Regions from separate parts of the Mus musculus genome. Here region 1 is linked to region 2. The links are chromatin contacts, called in public HiChIP or PLAC-seq maps. All regions are on one chromosome and are shown on one strand. The core of a region is the stretch at or near the end of the contact, and the rest is flanking DNA. Distances in the headings are between cores, read along the strand shown. Region 1 has its middle 20 kb from the start of Gm30530. Region 2 overlaps Runx1 (runt related transcription factor 1).

What was found. HiChIP or PLAC-seq counts read pairs in DNA pulled down with a chosen protein or histone mark.
Region 1: a contact with region 2 is called in an H3K4me3 HiChIP or PLAC-seq map of bone marrow-derived macrophages, with 4 times the contacts expected there. The contact joins two enhancer-like sites. A contact is called at or near these places in 2 of 15 datasets of contacts at CTCF or cohesin (large pre-B cells and pro-B cells), 10 of 484 Hi-C or Micro-C datasets (ECoMG-derived neutrophils, the G1E-ER4 cell line, brown adipocytes and 6 more), 17 of 115 datasets of contacts at active chromatin or transcription factors (the 230-238 cell line, the NIH/3T3 cell line, the SCID.adh cell line and 12 more) and 3 of 9 other capture datasets (adipose tissue, embryonic stem cells and liver).

The regions. Positions count from the first base shown.
Region 1 is chr16:93,209,806-93,217,042 of GRCm38.p6, reverse strand. No RefSeq gene overlaps it. Among named protein-coding and RNA genes, the nearest start is that of Gm30530, 20 kb to the right of the region's middle. Within about 2 kb of position 1,507, at least 28 of the 459 cell types and tissues checked have an H3K27ac peak or open chromatin away from gene starts, as enhancers often do. A contact at or near this core is called in the G1E-ER4 cell line and bone marrow-derived macrophages, where this site is marked.
Region 2 is chr16:92,689,389-92,696,433 of GRCm38.p6, reverse strand. Runx1 (runt related transcription factor 1) reads left to right here. Exons shown (of 8, transcript NM_001111021.2): 3 at 697-950. Among named protein-coding and RNA genes, the nearest start is that of Gm30281, 69 kb to the left of the region's middle. Within about 2 kb of position 4,108, at least 18 of the 459 cell types and tissues checked have an H3K27ac peak or open chromatin away from gene starts, as enhancers often do. A contact at or near this core is called in the G1E-ER4 cell line and bone marrow-derived macrophages, where this site is marked.

The DNA of each region.
Region 1 (7,237 bases), core at 258-2,757, 520 kb before region 2:
GATACAGATTCAGGCTGCCTCAAGAGATGTTCAGTGTCACATTTGAAACCGCTAGTCATAAAGCCAAAGAGGAAGGTGAGGGTTGTACATTTTCAGGTTCATATTTTACTAGAAATTGCACAGAAAGACACAGTGAGAAATTATGTGTGTGTGCATGTGTGTGTGCGTGTATGTGTGTGTGTGCGTGCGTGTGTGTGTGTGTGTGTGTGTGTGTGTGTGTGTGTATAGTGGTTTTTCAAGACAGGGTTTCTCTGTATAGCCCTGGCTGTCCTGGAACTCACTCTGTAGACCAGGCTGACATTGAACTCAGAAATCTACCTGCCTCTGCCTCCCAAGTGCTGGGATTAAAGGCGTGTATCACCAACTGCCCGTCTGAGAAATATATTTTTACCATGGTTTTCTTTAAATAATTTTAATTGTCTATCACTACCACTCTCCAAATCAGGAGCATTTCCTCCCACTGGTAGTTCATATAATTTCTGTTTATTCAGAAGTCTTCTTGGGCTAGCAACATATCTCAGTGGGAGAGTGCTTAAGCCCATACAGAAAGACCTGGGTTCCCTCTCCAGCACTGGATAAACCAGATGTGGTGGTGCAAAGCCTGTAATCACAGCACTCAGGGTGCAGGCAGGGGATTCAGAGGTGCAAGGTGAGCCTCCAGCTATATAAGGAGTTTTAGGCTAGCCTGGGGTACCTGAGGCTTTGTGTCTGTGATACATGAAGGCCATTGTGTTTTTGTCACACCCTAGATGCTCCAGCTGTCTAGTGGGCTGCTATAGCTCAGTGGTGAAGCCCAGTCCTGGGAGCTGGCCCCTCGCTTTGCTCACGAATGACTTGGGTGATTATAGACTCTGGTTTTCTCATCATAAAACAAGAAAGAGATTATTGGCTAAGACGTGAGCAAGGTACATCGCTTTTAATACCAGATGCACTATATATAGCCTACAAACATTGTTTAAAACAAAAGCCCAAATTCTCCAGTGATGAGAAAAACTACCATAAAAACATTAACACAGAGAGCTTCCCCTTGAAGGCTGTATAAATAATACAAGCTTATTGTAAACAGGGTTTTTGTAGAGTCAGGAAGGACATAGAAGACAGTCTTTATTGCTCCTTCTTTCAGACAATGGGAGTGTAGACTTTCAGCTTCTTCAAATTTGCCTGTGTGCGTGCCTTAAGATTTCTATCGTGAGTCAGAAAGAGGAAGCTGACTGTTAACAAAATGTTTTGTTGGGGGTAAGGGTGAAAGCTTCAAGAAGTTTAAATGTTCCTGAAAGAAGATATGCTCCTAAGCCAGTGGTTCTCAACCTGTGGGTCATGATGCCTTTCGGGGGACGGTTTCAAAGGACCTTATCACAGGATCACCTAAGACCATACAAAAACACAGGTATCTACATTTCAATATAGAACAATAGCAAAATTACAGTTATGAAGTAGCAACACACACAATTTTACGGTTGGGGTCACCACAGCATGAGGAAGTCTATTAAGTGTCTCAGCGTTAGGAAGGTTGGGGAGCACTGAAGACTGACTTGTGTATTGTGTGCTGAGGCCTAGCCTGCCCACAGCCTCTCTCTCTGTCACCAGTGAAGCTCCAAAATTTGCTGTTGTCTGCTCTTCAGGCATCTCACGAGAGATGGGGAGAGAGAGGCTCATGGAGCTGTATGCCCTGTGGAACACAGAGCCTACGCTTAGATTGCTCTGGAAAAGGAGGTGGACTCTACCTGACCGTGTAACACAAAGCAAGCTCCCTTGGCGGCTTCTTCATGGCCATGGGACCTGTGGACATTCTCAGTGCTCCTCCTACTGGGACTCTCCTCTGACTCACAGACCCAATGGAGAATGTTCAGGACGGTGAGGCCCATGGCCTTCCTGACCTTCAGAGCACTGTGCCACCAATCCACAGAGTCTTGCTTTCTGGGGTTTCCTACAAGGACACGAGGTTGGCCTTACAGCCCCACGGTGGCCGAATCCCCGTGGCCTGGAATAGGGCTACTGGATGTTGCCTTGGGCAGAGCTCAGCATCTTTTGCTCTCTTGGAGGATTTGAACTCGTTGGTAGTTGGATGTGTCTTATTAAAATCCCTGGTCATGAGGGATTAGGGATATGGTTTCACGTGGCTCGTGAGCTCTATTTTACCTGGGGAATTCATTCCTTTTGTTTTGTTGATTTTTTTTCCTCTCTGCATTTTTGGCTATACTGAGGTAATACTGGGAGCACCGAGGTTGCTTACATGTGGAAGGCAAGGCCAGTGTGTAACTATGTGATCTATGCTAGTGATGTGCTTGCCCTGCGATGAGAAGGAAGTGGGGACAGACAGGTTTTGAAATTTCCTTTGAGGTTGCGTGTAGATTATCTAGGGAATGAATTTGTTTCCCAAGTTTGCACCAATCCAAAAAACCTGGAAAAAGCACATAGTTCCACGTTGGGGGTGGAGGGGATGCACAGATAACGTAATGAGAGAGCTTGGAGCTACTTTGCCCAAGGGAACAACAAAGTCATGGAGAAGCCTGAGCTAGGCTAGTTCAAGGACAGCCTGGAGACATACAGAGGTCAGCAAAGGGTCATGGGTCCACAGAGCCAGGCTAATGGTTCATGTTCTCCTTGATGCAGGGGGAAGGGACTGCTGGTTTGAGGTCTCATCAATGTATCAGAATCCCTGCAGGCAGGCCCAAGGTTTTGATATTGCTACAGTGCGATTTTGTCATCTACAAAGTTCACACTGAGAACCTCAAGTTACAAAAAAAAAAGTCACACACAAAAAGTATCATAATACTTAAGCTTACTGTTTTCCTTAGGCTACATACAGAGCTATCCTAGGCTACATACAGAGCTATCCTAGGCTACATACAGAGCTATCCTAGGCTACATACAGTCATGGCAGCATCCTAGTCTATACACAGCTAACTTTGCTCAAGTGAACAACAGAGTCTAGGCAGTGTTCTAGGCTACATACAGCCAATGGCATGCAGGCTATAATACCTGGCAGGTATCGGAGTATTGCATCTTTATATTAATCTTTACAAGGATGGTCCCCAGCAGGAGGACCCTGCTCTGCAGAGGAAGAAGCTGGTGCTCCAAGGCAGACTCATTTCCTGGCTATCAAGGAATGTAGGTTGGAAATAAGGCTGAGCACGCCCTCTGACTATGATTGTCTGGAGCCAAGGAGATGCATCAGTGGGGGAAGTGGTCACCGGCAACCTTGAAGAACTGAGTTTGTCTTCCTGGATCCTGCATGAAAAGCTAGATAAGATAGCGGGTGCTCGTGTGTGTGTGTGTGTGTGTGTGTGTGTGTGTGTGTGTGTGTTCGTGCTATCCCAGATCTCCTGAAGTGAGATAGGAATCAAAGAGAGGGGATTCTCCGTAGGTTCACAGACCAGCTCACCTGGGGTATGCAGTGGTGAATAAGAGTACCTGCCTCCAACAAGGTGAGGGTCACTACCTGTAGCTTGTCCTCTGATCACCACATATGCACAACGGCACATGTATACCTGCATCCATAGACATGATCTTACACGCACACATGATCTCATATGTATACATAATTACACACATATAATCTCATATATACACACGATCTCACACATACATGATTGCACACAATATCACTCATGCAGATGATTATATACATACATAATCACACACACATAATCACACACAGTGCTCACATATACAAGATTGCACATATATATATGGTACATACACATTGGTCACACATCTAATCATACACACATGATCTTATATATACACACGATCACACACACACACACCCCCACACGCCCCCACACCCCCACACCCCTCTGTCCATGTGTAATACACATCATATACAGAACTGCAGGCAAACACCCATACACATAAAGTTTAAAAAGGATGTTTCTCATTATATTTCTAAATGCCATTATGTTTCTTTAAATTCTCCAATACCTTATAAACCACTTAGTAATAAAAATGGCATCTTATTTAAGTTCTAGAGCCAGGAACTGTGAAACAGAGAAGGAATAGTTTCGATAAATACTCGTTTTTGACTAGTTTTTTAATTTTATAGTAAACAACCATTATTTCCTAGGCTAGTATACGGTCTGTATGGTTTGGTTAAGGACTAATGCTTAGAAAACAACAGAACTGAACAACTAAAAGCAGAATTCAGCAATCTTAATTTTCCACACTCATGGGGAAACTTTTTCTATTAGGACAGGGTCTCATGTAGCCCAGGCTAGCCTCAAATATGGTTTGTAGCTGAGGATGGCCCTAAGCTTACAGGTCTGCACCGTCACACCATTATATGTAGTGCTGGGATTGAACTCAGGGCCTCATGCGTGTTAGGTGAACACTGCCCACTGAGCCACACCCCTACGCTGTTGTAAGCTTTTATCTTATGCAAGAAGATTTGTGAGGAGCTGGTCCAGTATGCATATGGCTAGTGCTTCTTTAAATAACAGACACAGGTCTGTCTGTCACAATAGCAGCTCAGGCTTTCTGCAAAACACCTTGTGATTGCCTTCCAACTCAATACTGATTTCCCCCTGGGAAATCCAAAGTATTGAAGATATAAGCTGGGAGTTATGGATTCCTAAGGATTATTGCTGACTGTATGATAATTTGGCCACGTGGTTGTGGGAGTGAAAGCTGCTCTCTCTGCCTGGGGGGGTGGGAGATAGCCCCAGGGGAGTAGAATGGTGGGTAGACCCTTGAGCAGCGAGCTTTGTGTTTCCCACCAGAGAGGCTTCTTGTGAGTCCCGGCGGCACCTTGTCATTAAATGTTTGCAATTGCCTCCCTAAAAACATAGTGTCGGGAGAATTTGCCCTGGGAAGAATTTTGCCTCTCATAAAAATGACACTTTTGGGACTAAAGATGGGCTAGGGAGATGCTAGACGCTGGAGGAAACCACAAAAGCTATATATCTTGTTGAAAAGGGAGTTTCGCCTCCGATAATTTAGGAGGTCAGAGGGCAAGTCTACATTCTCAGCCTCTGGATGCAGGAGATGGCTGAGAACAATAATGGATGTGTGTGTGTGTGTGTGTGTGTGTGTGTAGTACATTTAAAACACATTGTCTCTCTGCTTCCAAACACTTAAAAACATATTTTACTTTGCTGGCAAGAAAGATAGTGGGGGGAATGAAAGGCTCAGCAGTTCCATGAATAGCAGAGTTGAAATGTACAAACAAAAGAATTCAAGGTGTGTTTCCCGTAACCCTACTCCCTGGGGACATCTTGGGTTAATAAATTAATCAAAACCAAGTGTGGACCACAGTGCGAACTGTCTAGGGCTGGGACCTCCTTGGATCCGTCCATATGCACTGGCGTCAGAACCCAGAAGCATTCAGAGGCGAGCTCGGACTGAAACTGAACTTTGGTTTCAGAATTTTAACCAAATGTAATGGAACAAGTGACCAGCATTTTGGGAACTCTCTGGGTTAAATATCACTGTGGACAAAGGATGTTCAGAAATGAGGAAATGTGTGAAACAGTTTCACAACCTGACTGTATAAAATATACATTCGAGTGTCATGATGGATACTCTATTTTAATTTACTGATAAGAGGGAACAATATTTCCTCCTGAAAGGTGTGTATGTGTGTATGTGTCTGTCTGTCTGTGGGGTGTGTGTATGCCTGTCCATCTGTGGTATGTGAATGTGTGTGTGTATTTGTGTGTGTGTGTAAGAGAGAGAGAGAGAGAGAAAGAGAGAGAGAGGTATATCTATGGTAGGTAGAGTATGTGTGTGTGTGTCCGTCTGTCTGTGGTATGTGTGTGTGTGTGTGTGTGTGTGATATGTTTGTGGTGGATGTGTATGGTGTGTTTGTGTGTGAGTATGTGTGTGGTATGATGTGGTTTGTGTGTGTGTGTTTTAAATATAAAAAGCATATATGAACTTGAATATGAGAAATGCATTTTCCATGCTGGGAAGTTAGTGCATTAAGAAATGTGTTTGTCTTGAACACAGGACTGGAGTTGCCAGGCCTGAACATGTGTTAGGAAGGAGGCCTGGCAGTCTGCGCCTACAGTCCCAGCCCTGTGAAGGCAGAGACAGGTGGATCCCTGGGGCAAACTGTTAAGTACCAGGCTAGTAAGAAGCCTTGTCCTGCCCTAAGCAGGTGGATATTAACCCAGGAATGGCACTGAAGTTGTTCTCTGACCTTCACACTCACACATATGTGTGCACGAACACTCAAGTCTGTATGCTCACATGCACACACATACTAGCTTCTCTCCTATGTTACTAGCTGTCTCTCCTATGGCCTGTGTTTTTGTCTTCCCTTGGAGGCCCAACCAATAACAGGCCATCGGACACTGATTAGCATACATTAAGATGAGATGTATCATTTGGAATTTCTGCTTTTCTGGGCCCAAGCTGGAGTCTGCAGAGTTGGTCTCTCATGGAATCTAGATTTCTGCTCAGTGGCCCTTGCCTTGCCAAGGTTGTCAGATAAAGCTCACCAAAGGTGAAGCCTTTATTTTTCTTTTTTCTTTTGGTCTGTAGAGAAATTCCAGCACTTCAGCTGCTGATGGATGAACATGACATTGGACCTAAAGAGGAGAAAAAAAATCATGTGTGTGTGTGTGTGTGTGTGTGTGTGTGTGTGTGTGCACATGACACATGATAGGACAAAACACAAAACATGGAAGAGCAGGACCATGAGCAAGATGCTCATAAGCCTGAAAATCCAGCTGAGTTTGTTTGCATTCCTGCTGATTTTGAAAGCCCTTATGTAAAATGTCTCACTTTGACTTTGCTAATCATGGCTGTACTAATGACGGATTGTGTTTCAGTGACTCGATGCCATACAGAAGCAGGAAAGATACTTAAGGAGGGGGACTTTCACTTTGGCTCATAGTTCAAAGGTCCATTCTGATGGGGGGTGTCATGGGAGCAGGAGCTTGAGGCAGCAAGTCACACAGCATACACACACAGGAAGGAGGGAGAGAGGAGAGAGAGAGAGAGAGAGAGAGAGAGAGAGAGAGAGAGAGAGAGAGAGAGAGAGAGAGAGAGAGCGAGATGCTTGGCTCATTGTCTCCTTTCCTGCAGTTCAGGACTCAAGTCCAGGGAGGGGTCACTTCCAGGGTTCGGTCTTACCACCTCCATGAACCTAATTAAGATCAATTAACCTAATCTCTTACAGACATGGGCAAGGGTTAACCTAATGTAGATAATTCCCCACAGACATGGCCAGGAGCCTTTCTCTGTGAGAGTCTAAATCCTTTTAAGTTGATAATTTTAAGGATCACAGTGGTCA
Region 2 (7,045 bases), core at 2,859-5,358:
TGTGTTTAAATTCTCTACAGATTGTATTGTAAATATTTTATGAAGTAGATCATATGTATATATTTATATATACGAGCACATACATTAGTAGCACAATCTTTTAAAGTTACGGCTCTTGCTTTTGAGAAACGAAGTGAGTTTTTCATGGTAAGAGGGGCGCTCTGTATGGAAGACACTCCTAAGTTTTGTATTTTGTTGAGACTCTAAACAAAACTGACCCGCAAGAAAGAAAAACAAACTGACAGGCAACTAACTGCTGGAACTTCCAAATCTAGTTTTTGCTGGTCATTTTTTGGTTGTTGTTGTTGTTCTGCGCATAAATATTTTAGGACGCGTATGGGAATTTTGCCTCCGGGACCGTTTGTAATAGCCAAAGACTGAACTTCAACTCTCAAAGCGAGGCTCTGTTGGGCATTTGACTTTGAATTCTGGTTGCCCACTTTTTAACGCACTAAGCGGCCAGTTGCTAACCCTGCTTGGGTGTGAGGCCGATCCGTGTAACTAGATCTCAGTCCGGGACTGATGGTAATTTAGTCTCCTACCCCCACAACCCTCCGGTAGTAATAAAGGCTTCTGAACTTGTATGTTGGTCTCCCGGGAGCAGCTTGCAGAAGATCCGAGCCCCTGTCGCCGTCTAGTAGGAGCTGTTTTCAGGGTCCTTACTCAATCGGCTTGTTGTGATGCGTATCCCCGTAGATGCCAGCACGAGCCGCCGCTTCACGCCGCCTTCCACCGCGCTGAGCCCCGGCAAGATGAGCGAGGCGCTGCCGCTGGGCGCCCCGGATGGCGGCGCCGCCCTGGCCAGCAAGCTGAGGAGCGGCGACCGCAGCATGGTGGAGGTACTAGCTGACCACCCTGGCGAGCTAGTGCGCACCGACAGCCCCAACTTCCTCTGCTCCGTGCTACCCACTCACTGGCGCTGCAACAAGACCCTGCCCATCGCTTTCAAGGTACTCCTGCCTGAAGAGGGTGGCGGGAGGAGCAGGTGGAGGTCAGCCGATGGCCAGAGTGAGCCTAGGGGGCAGAGGCTAAGGCGGCTTCTAGAGAAGGGTGCTGCCTGTAGTAGAAGTCTCTGGTCCTTCTCACTGAGTTTGGGATGGGGGGGGGGATGCTGCGTTACCGTGGCGACCCTCGGGAGGGTCAGCCTCAGAGGTATCCAAGAGGGAGTTTTTTTAAAAAAAAATCAGGATAATTTCAGAGCGCCTACCAAGGGCCTTCCTTATCTTTGCTACGAAATAGAAAAAGTTAGAACCTTGGATCGGGCCAGTCCATCTTCCTTAAGGTTCCCCGAACCTCTGGATGAACACCCAGACCGTTTTGTATCTCTCAAATGAAAGCATCAGGAAATAAAATAAGAGATGCTTTAGTACCTTCAGGTCAGAAGAAAAAAATAAATAAATAAACCAAGGGAAACAGCCAGGGATCACACACACACACACACACACACACACACACACACACACACACACACACACGCCCCGCCGCCTTTTTTTTTTTTTTTTTTTTTTAAATCGCGCTATAAGATTCAGCGTGTCCAAAGTCCGCGGCAAGGAGTAGTTGGTTAAGTTTGCCAAAGTCCGGAGTTTTTCCGAGCCTGTAGCCTGCTCCTGCCAGAAGCCGCAAGTATTGAATCCTGTTGCTTTTTCTGGAACCTCCAGAATATTATCGCTGGCTCACCTAAATTAAGCCCCAGGCAAGAAAGGTGACAAGGTGTCTACCGACACCCAAAAAGGTCCAATCCAGCAGCTTTTCTGTTTGAGCAAGGGGCCTTGTAGACCCGGCAACTTCAGGTGGGCAGCTCACGTTGGTCAGGTCGCTTTTCACCCTGATCTTGCCCTAGCTTTGTGTTGCGTCTAAAACTTGGCTTTCAGAAGCTATATATAAACAACCTCGGGCGGTTTAAAAAAAAAAAGAATAAGAAGAAGAAGAAGAAAGAAAGAACCACCCTACAACTCTGGCAGGGAGCTGGAGGAATTTAGATTCTCTTCTTTGGTCTTCTCCTGAGGTGGGTTTTAAAAGGTACAGCTGAGAGCAAAAAGACTCTGTCAAGTTGTGTTTTTAAAAGGCTAAGAAGGCGGGACCCGAGCTGAAAAGGGAAGCTGCTCTCCTTTTTCTTTTTTCTTTTTTTCAATTTAGCTGAATAATTGTCTCATTTAGGAGGGAGATTAATTTAATTTAAGCTTTTCGTAGTTCCAGGCCTCAGCTGGATCTTGATCTAATTACAATGAATAGCGCTCACTTTTTGACAAGTGCTGTCCGGTTCCCCTTTTCATGCTAAAAAGACCATCCACATTAAAAAAAAAAATCATAGAAGTAGAATTTGCTGCTGACTCTGTCTGTAGAATTGCCACCTTTACCACTGTTGTGAAAGCAACTTTTTAAAGGGGTAGAGGTGGGGTTGAGAGTCTGAAGGGGAGCCAGGCACTCGGGTTTTCCTTCCCTTCCAAGTATTGGGGAATCCGTCCCAATTCCTTTAGAAAAACAAATTTAGCTGGTGTTGTCTTCTGTTTACCCTGAGAGGGACCTATCTGGGCTCAGCCCTAAGGTCACTTTCAGAGAACAGAGAGAAATCAAACTTATTGTAGTCAAGGAAAGGGCCAGTTAAGGTAGATCTCCCTGCCAGCCTAGCTAAAGGGACTGTGGCTTCCTTGAGGGAAGAAATTGGGTCTTTTCTGAGCTTTGTTGCTGTGGTTGTTGTTGTTGTTATTGTTGTGGTTGTGGTTGTTCTTCTTCGTCTTAGTCTACCAGGGAATCCCAGTTTATCAAGACACTAAATAACTGATTTTTAAAATGGTCTTCAGGAGTTGACGTGGTCCCGTCTTGAGCTACCACATGGAAATGTTTATTTTTCTTTTCAAAAGAATTAAAGACCTTACACATTGCCTTTACAAGCCACGAAAAATAATTTTTTCCTTTTAACAAAAATAATCACTGCCGTAGAGATTCCCCTTTACAAATGATTTTGGAAAGACCTCAGTGTGTTTCCCTGAGTGACAGCCAGGAGCCATGACAAAGGTCACGGTGGACAGGGAAGTTGAAAAATCAGACCTCTGGATTAATATCTGTCACCACCTATGCTGTCCCACAGAGGGACGGCTGCTTCAAGGAGCTCACCAGTCAGTAGATAGAATTTGCGGAGGGAAAGGAGATTTAAAGGCTGGGTTTAAGAGGAAGCTGGACTTGGAAACAGACCATCTTCCTTGCTGTATTTTCTATGGGCCCTGGCCCCTCTGTGTGCCAGCTCCTACCAAACACACAGAAGCAGTTTCTACCAACAGTCTTTACATTTACATGTGAATTAAGATTCCGGAATCTCTTTAGGGGTTAACCCTGCAGGACTTATCCTATTCCCTGCTGCCGCCACCACCCCCAGATAAAAATCGGATGATGTGAAGCCCTGTTCAGATCACTTGTAGAAGAGCATCTCCCGGAACCTTCCGGAATCTTGTTAAGTCCTCCGCTTTAATCTTCAGAATTATCAGGAGACTTACAATCATGAAGTCCCTTGAAAATTGATTAAAATTATGCTAATTAGTCCTCCCATCCTCCACCCCTCTTTCCACCTATAGACTGTTTATCTCAGCATAGAAGAAACACTTAATTTCACTGCCGAGAAACTGGGAAATCTGCTCCATACTACACAATATTTGCAGATACCGTCTACAAAGTTGTCTAGGTGACTTGCAGTAGATTTTATAATACTGTAATAAAAGAATTTGTTTAGCCCCTGGTACACCAGAGCACAAAAATATAAACATACCTTTATCAGGGAAGTTCAAAGACCATGGGTGCTGATGGAATATGCTTTCCAATAAATAAATAAATAAATAAATAAATAAATAAAATTCTGGCCGGAAGACCATGATCCCTAGCTATGTGTTAAATGTCATCTCAGATAAATTCTACGTTCCATTCCACAGCCTCTTTGAAACTCTGGAAGATTAGAGAATTTGCAGTAACTAAGTTGTTGCTTTAATTTCAACCTGTAAAATTGTTGGAAAATGCCAGTTTCAAACTAAGAATAGGCTAGCCAAGAACAGTGCTGGGAAGTCCTCAGAGCAGAGAAGACAGCTGACATTTGGCCCAACTTCCTGATACTTGAAGAACAGAGAAGTTCAACAAAATATGAGCTATCTTGGGCCAGCAAGTCCCTTCTTGTCTGTTTGGTCTGTACTAAATGTAAATGTTTCTCTTGCCTTACCTATTGTTTATAGCTTTTTACTGCAGACACTGCTTTGTATTTCTGTTTGAAGTTTGATTTCTTTTCATTATTTCTATATCATCTCTCAGTGACAAAAATCTATATCAAATTGGAAGACATCTTAGCTTTAAATAAAACAACAACAGTGCTAGTAACCTAGCCTAGGTGTGCTTGTCATTGTTTTAAGTACAGAGTTAAATGTCCCTGGATTTAATTTTGTCTCCTTCCCTTCTCCATCAAAACTCTTTGGAGATAAATCAAAAAGCCCAAGAAGTAGTAACCGAGCCACTGGATGCCCCCTTCCTGCTTCCTTTAGAAATGGGGGTGATGCAATTTAAACTCCTAATTTTTAGACTTTTGAATTCCAACATCAACAAGCTTTTCTTGGCCACCATGGTCCTCTTGTGCTGTAGACGAGGGGGCCTCATGGGTTTGACCTCTTGGTAATGAGGGATCCCTGGAACAACCATGGTAAACTGAGGCACGGTGGGGCACAGTGGGAATTCATGACTTGGCGTGCCTTTGGGCGCTCTGGAACAGGATTTATTCATTTTGGCCTCTTAGGAGATATGGGCCCCAACAGTCAGGCATTCAGACTGGAAGCCCGGATGTCGATTCAGTGCCCTCGGAGCCCAGTGGGTGTTGAGATGAACTGGAAAGGCCTAGGTCTCCACAGGGAGATGAAGGCAAGGAAGTGAAGCATTTTCACAGAGGGTATCTCATCCTTGTGAGCAAACTGTGCAGAGGGAAATGAAAACATTGATGAGAGAGATGGGGGGAAAAATAGACAGAAAACAGAATTTACAGGAGTAACATTTTGTAGGAATAGAAAGAAAAGATAATAATGATCAATTAACCGAGCAGGGGAATTTATTTCAATGATGTTCTTTGAAACAAAAGAGTTGTCTTATTACCACTCCTAATTAAAGGCATCAAACATTTGTGGTGGGATAGAAACATCTAATTACATATTGCTTGGAGAATAAGCGTTTTTAAAATCTCCTTTGTAGAAAACACGTCCAACAGTTGACATGAAAGGGTTAAAAGCAGAGGCAAGGGGCCGCAGGGTCCTTGTTTCACAAAGCAAGTGAGTGAAAACAGATAAAAATTAAAGAGATAGCAAGATACATACCCAGTCCTAGAGAGCAGAGTGTCCTAGTGATGTCCTAGGGGTCCCCTCTGTCCATTTCTCAGGGTAGCTGGGGCAATTTCCTGACATAGGTTCTTTAGAACGCAGGAGATAGAGCAGCCACAATGAATAAAATCGCCCAGATAGCCATCTGCAGGACATCGAACAGCGGGAAGGAGACATGACTAAGCACCCAGTAAGAATGGCGAGCAGAGAGACCAGACCTTGATACCAGATTAGCAGATCTGCGGCGGGGTTATTTCATACAGAATGAGAAATATCCCTCTGATAGATTGTGAAGCAGCCAGTGTACAAAAACTGAGAAAAACAAAGTGGCAGTAGAAGAAGAGATGTTTCTGCTGCCATCCCGGGAAAACCTGCCCGAGGATGACCACACAACTGAGATAAATAACAGACATCTCACCGAAGACTGACAGCATGTGTCTGGAATGGTTGGAACAAACTGAACTCTCGGGGCATGGCGATTTGAAATCCTGTGGTCGCTTTGAATATGGAACAAGGCAAACATAACCGATATCAAGTCAAAACTGGAAACTTTAGCTGAAGTCAAAGAACGGCAGGCTTGGTGGTGCACACCTGTAAATCCTGACCTCGAAGGCTAAGAGGACTGGGAGTTCAAGGCCATTCTAGGCTCCATCGTGAAACCATAGCTCTCTAAAACAAAACCAAAAGGACCAAAGAGCAGCCAAGCAGTGGGTAATGTTTTGTGAAGCACTTTCAAGGCTTCAGAGTGTTTTAATCTGAAATTACTACTTTTTTTGGTTTTCTGGATATAAAGTAAGCTCATCTACAAGTTGTCTTTCCAAATATACTAAGCCCTTACCTTTTCAGTGGCAGTAACGGAATCCCCCAGAACACAGTTCATACAGATGCCAGACAGCAGTCTGGTTCTACCTTTGATTTGAGGAGAATGACCACACTGGAGCACCCGTAGTCACTGAGGTCATCCCGCTTGTAATTAATAATAAAGAAGTGGCCCGTGTCTAGTTTTTCTCCTTGGGTGCAAGAGTTTGCTGCTGGTGAGTGTCCAAGAGCGGCAGGAAGAGGTGCCAGAGATTAGCTGCAGACAGACAGTTTAAGTATTTCCGGGTCATCCTTGGAAGCTGCACACTGGGTGGCACACACACCTCTAACCCCAGCACTAGCAGAGAAGAGAGGAAGATCGGGGGTTCAAGATCACTCAAGGGTTCAAGATACAGTGAGGCGGGGGCCAGCCTGGGCTATCTGAGACCCTGCCTCAAACAACAACAACAACAACCAGTAACAAATTTAGAGCAGAACTAAATTTAAATACTTTCATCCAGGTTTCCTTAGGTGCACCAAGAAGGGGCCAAGCAAGTAAAAGGTGGGGCCAGAGAGATGGCTCAGTGGTTACCAACATGATTCATGATACAGAGAATGGGTCTGATTCCTAGAACCTATGTCAGGTGGCTCACATCTGCCTACAACTCCAGTCCCAGGGTAATTTGCTCCTCTGGCCTTCATGGCCTGCTCTCAAGAAAATGCCCACCCACATACACTTAATTCAAAATGCCAAGATAAATCTTTTTTTGAAGTGGATTAGATCACAAATCTACAAACACAAGACTTTCTGTCTTTCGAATATGAGGTCTTAAGAGATAACTGTACCAATGAGAAACAGTAGTAGCTTTTCAGAATTCCTGTCCCCGCTTGTCTTGTTCCCACTGTGTCCT